Regions from separate parts of the Triticum aestivum genome. Here region 2 is linked to region 1. A link is a contact called in public Hi-C data. All regions are on one chromosome and are shown on one strand. The core of a region is the stretch at or near the end of the contact, and the rest is flanking DNA. Distances in the headings are between cores, read along the strand shown.

Region 1 (4,467 bases), core at 1,455-3,954:
TGGCAACTACATGTTCTACACCACAAATTCCCCTCACACGGAAACATTGTTTATTCAGCTGCATCATAACAGTGCATATGGAAATTTTAAAGTCCAAGAAGAAGAAAAATAAGTATCTTGATGGATAAAATGGACGCAGTCCAGTATTACGCGTTCTGAGCTCCATGAGATTTCCAGAGCTTGGTCCATTCCTCCATGGCATCGGCAGCTTTGGAGAAGATTGCATTCTTTGGCGCCAGCTTCTGCCTCACAATGCCAGCTAGCTCCTTAACGCAGTCATCGACAGTAACTGCGGTCCTTGATAGCTTGAGCGACTCGAAGAAGGGAAGGACATCGTCCATAACTTTCACCCCTTCCCACTCTTTGAGGCTCTCCAAGGCCTTGCCTGCCTCTGCATCACTTCTCATCACATAAGGCAGTCCGGTCTTCACGCCATAGCCCAAGCTGTCGCAGACCACCTTAGCACACAGGCCATTCCATATGTCTTCAAGGGTGTCCCATCTGTGCTTCCCTTCCTTGCGAATCCGCAGACCAGGGAACATCACGGGCCCCATAACCTCACGGTTGAATGCAACATTTATACCGCTCACAGGGAACATCGCACCGAGTGGAACTGTCATCACAGCATCCACGTAGTTCGTGTTGCGTTGGTTCCGCTTCACGACATGTGTCATTGGGTCATAGTCCGCATTGTGCAGCCAGAGCCCACATGAGAGCATGCATTCAACCCCCTCACGCAGGCTGAATGGGTATCCACGGACAAAGTCAGCACCCTTGCGGTATGGGTCATACAGTGTGTTGAAGAAGAAAGGAGTAGCAGGTGTCTTCAAATTGATCATGTGCTGCGTGACAGCATCAACAGTCATCCCAGCAGGGTCCTTTGCTGGGAGGCAGTTGTCGTCAATTGAGATGACATATTTCTTGCGTGAGACAAGGTACCCAAAGTAACGGCATGAGTGGCCAGAGAAGTTGATGGATGTGGCACCAAGCAGTCCATCAATGTCAGACTTTGTGTAAACCTTCACATTAAAACCTGAAGGGATCTGAAGATCTGCTGCCAACTCTGGATCTTTGACAACGATGATGTCAAACCGGGAGAAAAATGGCTGCCACGCCTGAAAGAAAGAGGTCAGGTTGGGCTGGAGTGCTGCAATCACAATGTCAACCTCGCTATCATGAACTTCCAGAGACATCTTCGCAGCTAATCAGCCTGATCTAAGCAGCAGCAGTACTAGAACTTCTCAGAGCACCCTACAAACAAACAAGCAAACAAACAAGAGGATATTAAGTCAAATAAGCCAGCATCCTTATGACATAACATCAACATTCGAACCGGCAGAGAGTAAACGGATAAGTGGCATACTCGTGGGAAGCACCGGTATGAGTGGCTGCTTAATGTTGAGGAGCTGAACAAGCAAGATGATCTCCTCACAATCGGTTGCCAGAAACAACTTGAGGACTCTCTCTGTCAGCTTACCAGCACTAAGGGTTCTCTGCCATCAAACAATCGTCACTCGTCAGTCATGAGAGATCTAACAACAAAAAAAGTAAGACTACAAGATTGCAGGTGATGACTGTTTCAGTTAATGCTCAAACTGAACCTGCCAGCCAGAAATTGCATCCTCAAGACAGACTTTAGATGAGATAAATAAGGCAATCATCTGATATCCCTAATAGCCGGGTACGAAACTAAGTTCAAAACTAGCCTGATATACTGGTCAGAATACTTGCACAATCAAAATTAGATTCTAAATAGGGCAGATGAGACATCATTCCACTGTCCCATTAGGACAGCAAACATAGATATCGATCAGAACGACTGTGACGACGGTTAGCCGTGGCGACAGCTCTCTTGTGGCATCACGGCTGGCAATACAATACCGGACTCTGAATGGACCAAGAAAGTAAATCGGCTGTAAGAAAACATGTCTTTCAGACAAACCACGCAATCTACTCCACCCAGCTTTAGGTCGAGAGGACACATTCTAGTATCTGCGCCTCCAGCAGACGAGACGATTAAACAGCCCCGCGTGTGGGATCACAGAACAGGCGACCCGAATCGGTCACTCACTCGGACTAGAGATCCCCCAAACCAACACGGGTCAGGCCAGGACTGAAGAAGCTAATCGCTCACCGCCGGGTAGGCCGCAGGCACAGTGATGAGTGATCGGCGGTGAGCGATTAACCGACGGGTTAGGGATCTGAGGAGGGGGGAGGGGGCACGTACGCGGAAGAGGTCGACGAGGATGTGGTCGGGGAGGCGGGAGAGGTCGCGGAGGGTGGCGATGCGGAGGAGGGCGGCGTCGAGGGTGAGGGCGAGCAGGGTGGGGGCGGGGCGCATCGGCTCCAGATCTGGATCTCGCGCTCGTTATATACCGCGCCCACGCTAGCCTAGGCTACTACCAGACTTCCCTGGGAAGCGAAGCAAAGGCGCAGGCGCCCCGCGGCCACGTTGCGGGCCTCGATCCTCGCCCCCCGCCCCGCTCTCTCGCTCCTGCTGTTGCGTCGCGTCTGCCGGCAGAGTCAGACGAGGGAGGAGCCTGCCTGCGCGCGCGCCACCGACGAATCGGCGACTTCTATTTTCCCCCTTTTTTCCTTTTTTTTTCTTGCGAAACAGTCGTAAAAATCAAGTCATCATCCTACGAGGGTGTATCGCTTGCCGACTTTGCGTCGGCGGTGAGGCTGCCGGCTGGCTCTCGATGACGACTTTGCAAAAGGGGGCAAAGGAGGTAGTATGCTCCCCTGTGCTGTGCTGTGCTGTCCAAGCCGATTAAAATAGGGACGATTACGTACAAAATATCGTGTCTGCCTAGGCTGACAAACTACGGCCTTTGTGCTGTCGGTGTCCATCTGCAAATTTTGTATTCTGATTACAATGCCGCCTGCGATAACAATGTTGATTTTTAATTTATCAGATACGTGCGACCACACTCTAAGGTCTCTCTGGCACCAAGGGTTTTTTATGCCACAAAGAAATTATTCGATTTGGGCCTAAGCAGGATGGCTCTAAAAAATATGAAGGTGTGCCTTGATCATGCGGTGGCTTGCCCCTAATGGTCCCTATGGCATCTCTAGCAGACCCCGTATAATGCCAACCCGCAAAATGCGTTTACAATTCGCGGAAAACCGGATTCGTGGGCCGGCACGGGCGACGGCCGAGCAGACCTCGCAAAGCAGACCCGTCCGCGCCGGGCCGAAAGTCAGTAATTTGCATTTTGATTTCAGACACATTTCTTTGCTTTTTTATTTTCTTCAACGGCATTGGATACATGGTAATTCATCAAATCTTTGTTAGAATAGTAGGACCAAAGAAAACGAGAACGGCAATTATACATTTTAGAAGATATCCAACTTCCATAATTGTTCCCACTAGTTGGACGAATATCTTTTCCATGCATTCGTTGTTGATCTGCGGATTCTTGATCTTGCATTCCAGATTCTTGTTCTTTGATTCTAAAGAAGTAGACGTTGCTTCCCCTCTAGTTTCTTCTCTAATTGCACATGCAGCCGCATCAGTAGCCTCAATTCTACTAAGGAGTGCACAAACATCTATTAAGTTTCTTTCTATCAATAAATCAATGTATCCTCCTTCCCAAAACAAAAATGAGCATCCATCTTCCTACACACATAACGATGTCCATAAGCTATCGAAATTGAACCGAATAGGGTGACAAAGCCGATGGAGACAATAACATACGCGTCGTTTTCACATTTGAAGAATACCCATCCGGGGTGCTTGGGCATGCTAGAAGTTAGCCGTAGCACTGTCCGTGTGCAGTCGTCGCACTGTATGAGCGGCATCGGCGAGCCCGGCGGACGACCGACCGAATCCTTGTCGGCCAACCAGCAACGACGGCTACAGGACGAACCAGTACCTGCATCAGGCGCTGGGGCTTTGCCAGGGCTGCGGGGGGTGCTCCTCGACCAATCCATGGCTTGGCGCAGCCACCGATGGCCGGAAACGCCAAATCCGGCCGCCGCGACGAATAGCCGCCGATCTGCTCGTTTCCGGCCCACCGACGCAGAAGGAAGTGGCGGAGGGCAAGCACGGGCATGTGGCCGCCCTCCGACGTGATCCCGCCGGCTAGTTTGGTCGGAATCATAGGCGGTGGGGAGAAACGCGGGGCGTGGGGGAGAGGGGCGGCGGTGGGTGGGGAAAAGCGCGGGCTGAAATGTCCGCCCCGCCAACCGTTACACCTATATACAGGGATCCGACGGGGCGAGGGGGGAACCCACGTTTTCGCGGGTTGGGATGGGAATTATGTCGTGCCCTGCAAAAAAATTACGGCTCACACGCGTTTGCGGGGTCTGATCGGGCAGTATTTTCCGCGTCGACCCGTATTTTAGCGGTTATCTTGCAGGTCGCGGCTTTATACGGGGTCTGCTAGAGATGTTTTTAGCTAATCTCAGATTGTAAGGGCGTCTACAGCCGGGCTGGGCAAATTTGGGCCCTCAAATGTCTATGGA
Region 2 (4,467 bases), core at 497-2,996, 160 kb after region 1:
CGCCTGACGCTGCTCCTGGTACGTGCGGATACCTGAGAGGCATCGCATCTGCGGTGCTTGGACAAACCATTCAAGGGAACAACAAGGAACCATTCGAGGGATCCGTGAGGAGCTGTTCGCGGGACTCCGGCGTTGCCGGAGATCGTTGTTCGCGGGATATCGACCGAACAACTACACACATCACCAATTCTACTTCCGCTGCGGTGATTGCGCGTCTAGTGGTAAACCCGATCCTGTGATCTATTTCCAGCAACAAGATCTTGGGTGCGCGGTAGAATTTTTTTATTTGGCGGTAGCGTAGCGTACCGCGTGTTTCAACAATCCCCTACCCAGAGGGTGTTCATTTCTTGCATATTAGTTTAAGACAATGCTCCCATTGCTTTTGAATATATGCACTTGTTAAGTAGTTATTCGCTTTCGAAATTAATTTCAAGTTAACTTTGGAATCAATGTTACTCCCTCCGTCTAGGTGAGTAAGTCATTTTAGGTTGTGCACCGTGCCCAAGGAGGAGGAGAAAATGAGAGAAATTAATGTTCATTTGCTAATTAATAGCATTGCATGCAATGAACTAACCACTGCATGTCGTGTTTGGTAGTCTCAAGTCATTAAAAGCATGCACACCCCACATCTCTTATTGGTTGATATGTAAAGAAACAAGAAACGAGGTAGAATTTAATGCACCGCGCCTAAGTGTTTTGGGATTATTTGGTTTTTGTAAGATGACTTACACACCTAGACGGAGGGAGTATTTCCTTTGAAAATGAATTCCATATTAATTTTAGATAATGCTCTCAATTTGTTTTTCTTTTGAACGTTGTAACTACTATCTGATACAATAAAATGTGCCAGGATGGCTTTCCGAAAAAAATAAGAACCATAATATACGTCGAACTTCAGATCTGGAGGTCCCCGAGCGAACTATTTGTTCCCGTGACAAGGAGAAACAAATGAATGTTTTTGTTTGCTCAAAATAGCCATTCCCAATGAACGTTTCAGAATCGGCATGCTGTATAAAAAGATTTTCAGAAAGCTGCCATTCTTTTTCGGATTGCCATGCTTGTAGCATGGATATTCGCCAACGTAAAAAAAGAGGAAAATGATGAGAACTGCCATGCTCTGGATTTGTCATGTTGTTGGAGAAAATTGTCATGTTACATCAACATAAAATGACGACCATTTGCATACTCTAACAACATAATCTACCTTCCCAGTAAAAGTTTCGCTTAGATTGACGTCCAAAGCGAACCGTGTACACTCGTAATTCGTGCGGAGGCGTGTGTGAAAGCGAACACCATGGGATTCGTGCAAGAGATCCAACGGCACAGAGGGCGTTCGCTGTGAGACACAATATTTCCAACGTAGTTACATTAGCATTTGGGGGGAGGGGGAGTGGCGATCGTTCGGAAATCGCAAAAAATCAAGATATTTTCTGTAATCACTTTGGGAAAAAATGATCCTCTGTAATTATTTTTTATCCCGTTGTAGTATTATTTGTTTTGACAGTAGCATTTTTTTCAGAGCCGCACTGTCGCAACTTAGGGGGAGCAATCAAAATCCGCAAACGAGAAGAAAAAAACATAATAAATCGGAAAGGAGCAAAACCTGGAAAGGAAGAAAGGGAAAGAAAGCTCCCTCCCAGATCGCCGGGCCGACGCCCACCCTATTGTTTAGGCCCGACCCACGCCTGCTGCACACGCTGCGCCTCTCCTCCGACCCTCTCCTCCCTTCTTCCTCCGCCTTGCCTCGCTGCCGTCCGTGCAGCTCCCCACGCGGCCTCCCCCCCTCCTCTCGTCGGCACCAGACGCGCCACCAGACAAAAAAGCGAAACTCGCTTCCTCCCCCTCCCCCGCCAAACCCTAACCCTCCGCCGACCGCCGCGCCCGCCCGCCCGCCCGTCGCCTCCCCCATGCGCCGCTGCCTCGCCGCCGGTCATGGCCGCCCCTAGGGTTTCCCGGCCCTCGCCATGGTGAACGTCTCCGCGCCGTCCAACGATTCCGCCGCGTCGGTAAGCGTCTTATCCGCATCCGCGGCCCTGATTTGATCTCCTCGCTCGCTCGCTCCCCCGCGAGCCCAGTCGTCCCCGCCGGATCCAAATTCTCAATGAGTGTGTGTCGTGCCACCAGGTTCGCTTGATTCGCCGGAGCAGGGTTCCCCGCCGCCCTCGAGGCGCCCTCTGGAGGAGATCGTCGTGATGTCGAGGTCAGCCACCGCCGCCCGCCTGCAATATCTTATTCACTTGGTGCTTATCGCTGTGTAATTTAGGATTCTGGTTCGATTCGCCCAAATGCTGAAGTGTACATGGCTTTCCTGTTGCTCCCAGGTTTCTGCAGTTAGGGAAGAGCGGCAGAAAAATTGCTCAGGCTGTATTGGTCAACTCGAAGCCCGGCAGTTCAGGTGCGCAGAACATTGGGTCGAGCTTTGCAGACGGTTTGGCCTATAAGAGCAGGACATTCTTGCACCAGGGAGTCCACAATGGACCGGGCACCTCGCACATGCTCGGACGAGCAAAGGAGAGCCTATACTGGAGCCCTGGTGCCAGAAACTTTTCTGTTCTCTCGTCATGTAGACGGAATGCATTTCATGGCCAGCTTGCTTGGAAGCAACTCATGGCAATGGGTACTCGTGTACCAAAAGCATCTCCACAATTTTCTTGGAAGCAACTCATGTCAACGGGCTCTGCTGTACCAAAAGCATCTCCGCTTTTAAGTAGAGCTGCTTGTGCTGTTACCCTGACTGCCACTCGATATAAGTTAGTTCCTTACCTCCTCGCTTTTGTAGCTGGAGAGTTGATGCTGGGTGAGAAGAGCTTTGCAGATGGCGAGTACCTCCCAATAGGAGAGAATATTTACTCGCGAGCTCAGGACAGCCGTATTTATGTCACCACATTGATATTCTCAGCAGTAGAGATGGTTATCATAATCCTCAGATCAATATATCTGGCTTTCTTGTTTACTCCCAGTATACTTATGGCACCATTTGCGGATACTCTTGGCAGTAAGTATAGGAAAACATGGCTCCGTCTTGTGCATCGAACTTTAGAGAAGGCAGGTCCTGCATTTATTAAATGGGGCCAGTGGGCAGCGACACGTCCTGATCTATTTGCAAACGACCTGTGTACCGAATTGTCAAAGCTACACACAAAAGCACCAGCTCACAGCTATGCATATACCAAGAAAACTGTCGAGAAGGCTTTTGGTCGAAAGATATCTGAAATTTTTGAGAATTTTGAAGAAGAGCCTGTAGCATCTGGAAGTGTTGCTCAAGTGCACCGGGCTGCTTTGAAATTCCGACATCCTGGCCAAAAGACGCCAAAGATTATAACAGTCGCAGTTAAAGTAAGACATCCTGGTGTAGGAGACTCAATACGCAGAGATTTCAGTATAATTAATGCGGTAGCTAAAGCTTCAAGATATATTCCAGCGTTAAATTGGTTACGGCTAGATGAGAGTGTGCAACAGTTTGCTGTCTTCATGATGTCTCAAGTTGACCTTGCAAGGGAAGCTGCTCATTTGAGCCGGTTTATCTACAACTTCCGCAGGTGGAAAGATGTGTCATTTCCGAAACCTCTTTATCCATTTGTTCATCCTGCTGTCTTGGTCGAGACTTACGAGCTTGGGGAGAGTGTCTCACACTATGTGGATGACCATGATGGAGAGGAACGAGTTAAAAGTGCTCTTGCACATATTGGCACTCATGCACTCTTGAAAATGCTACTGGTACTACATTGAACCATCTCTTTGTCTTCTCATTCTTATTTCTGTTTTGCCTTTGAAGACGGGAGTACATGCTTTCTGTATTAAAATAGCAGAATGATAGAGATTTCCCTTTTGTACACTCATATTTTATAATCCACGTAAGAATTATATTGGATCCTGAGTGCTGTAGAAATTTGCGCACCAACCAAGATACAGAGACTGCATTGCCCCTCTTATTAGGTCACTCAACTCTTGAACAGCGTGGAACAGATGGCATTGGAATTATCCAGAGAGAGGGATATGTAAATGAATAAGCAGTGCAAAGTTATCTCGAAATAGTAGAATGACATGTATTTTCGAATAAATTTGGAAGTTAGCATGACATGTATCTTGCTGCAGAGGGAGTATTGTTTAGGTTGTAAGTTCATTTGAGCATGATTGCATCAAATTTTAGTTGGAACATTAATTTCTAAAGTTATTTACAATTATATCCTGCACATATTGATATGGACTCTACAATTACTAAATGAACATATTACTATCAGTTAGCAGAATTGTATCTGTTGCGGAGAATTAATTGAGAATATATGCTTTATTACTAAAACTGAACACTTGGATGAGTTGATGTAACATGGAACCAGTACTTTTAGAACAATGAAGGGGCTTCAGTATATTATTTTATGAATCAGACTGGCACTTTAAGCTACTTTGTTCCTCAAAAAGTACTGCGTATGCAAGCTCACAGTATTAATACATCACTAGTATTCTTGC

The links. Hi-C and Micro-C count contacts between places; a contact is called where the count stands out from the background.
Region 2: a contact with region 1 is called in a Hi-C map of leaf, with 6 times the contacts expected there. The contact joins the promoter of LOC123046998 here to the promoter of LOC123046997 in region 1. A contact is called at or near these places in 2 of 5 Hi-C or Micro-C datasets (both in leaf).

Annotation. Positions count from the first base shown.
Region 1 is chr2B:729,538,302-729,542,768 of IWGSC CS RefSeq v2.1, forward strand. It overlaps LOC123046997 (probable inactive UDP-arabinopyranose mutase 2), which reads right to left and starts at 2,705. Exons shown (of 3, transcript XM_044470473.1): 1 at 2,228-2,705; 2 at 1,364-1,493; 3 at 1-1,251. The coding sequence starts at 1,193. The coding sequence ends at 147.
Region 2 is chr2B:729,699,219-729,703,685 of IWGSC CS RefSeq v2.1, forward strand. It overlaps LOC123046998 (probable serine/threonine-protein kinase abkC), which reads left to right and starts at 1,747. Exons shown (of 6, transcript XM_044470474.1): 1 at 1,747-2,006; 2 at 2,125-2,200; 3 at 2,322-3,717. The coding sequence starts at 2,193.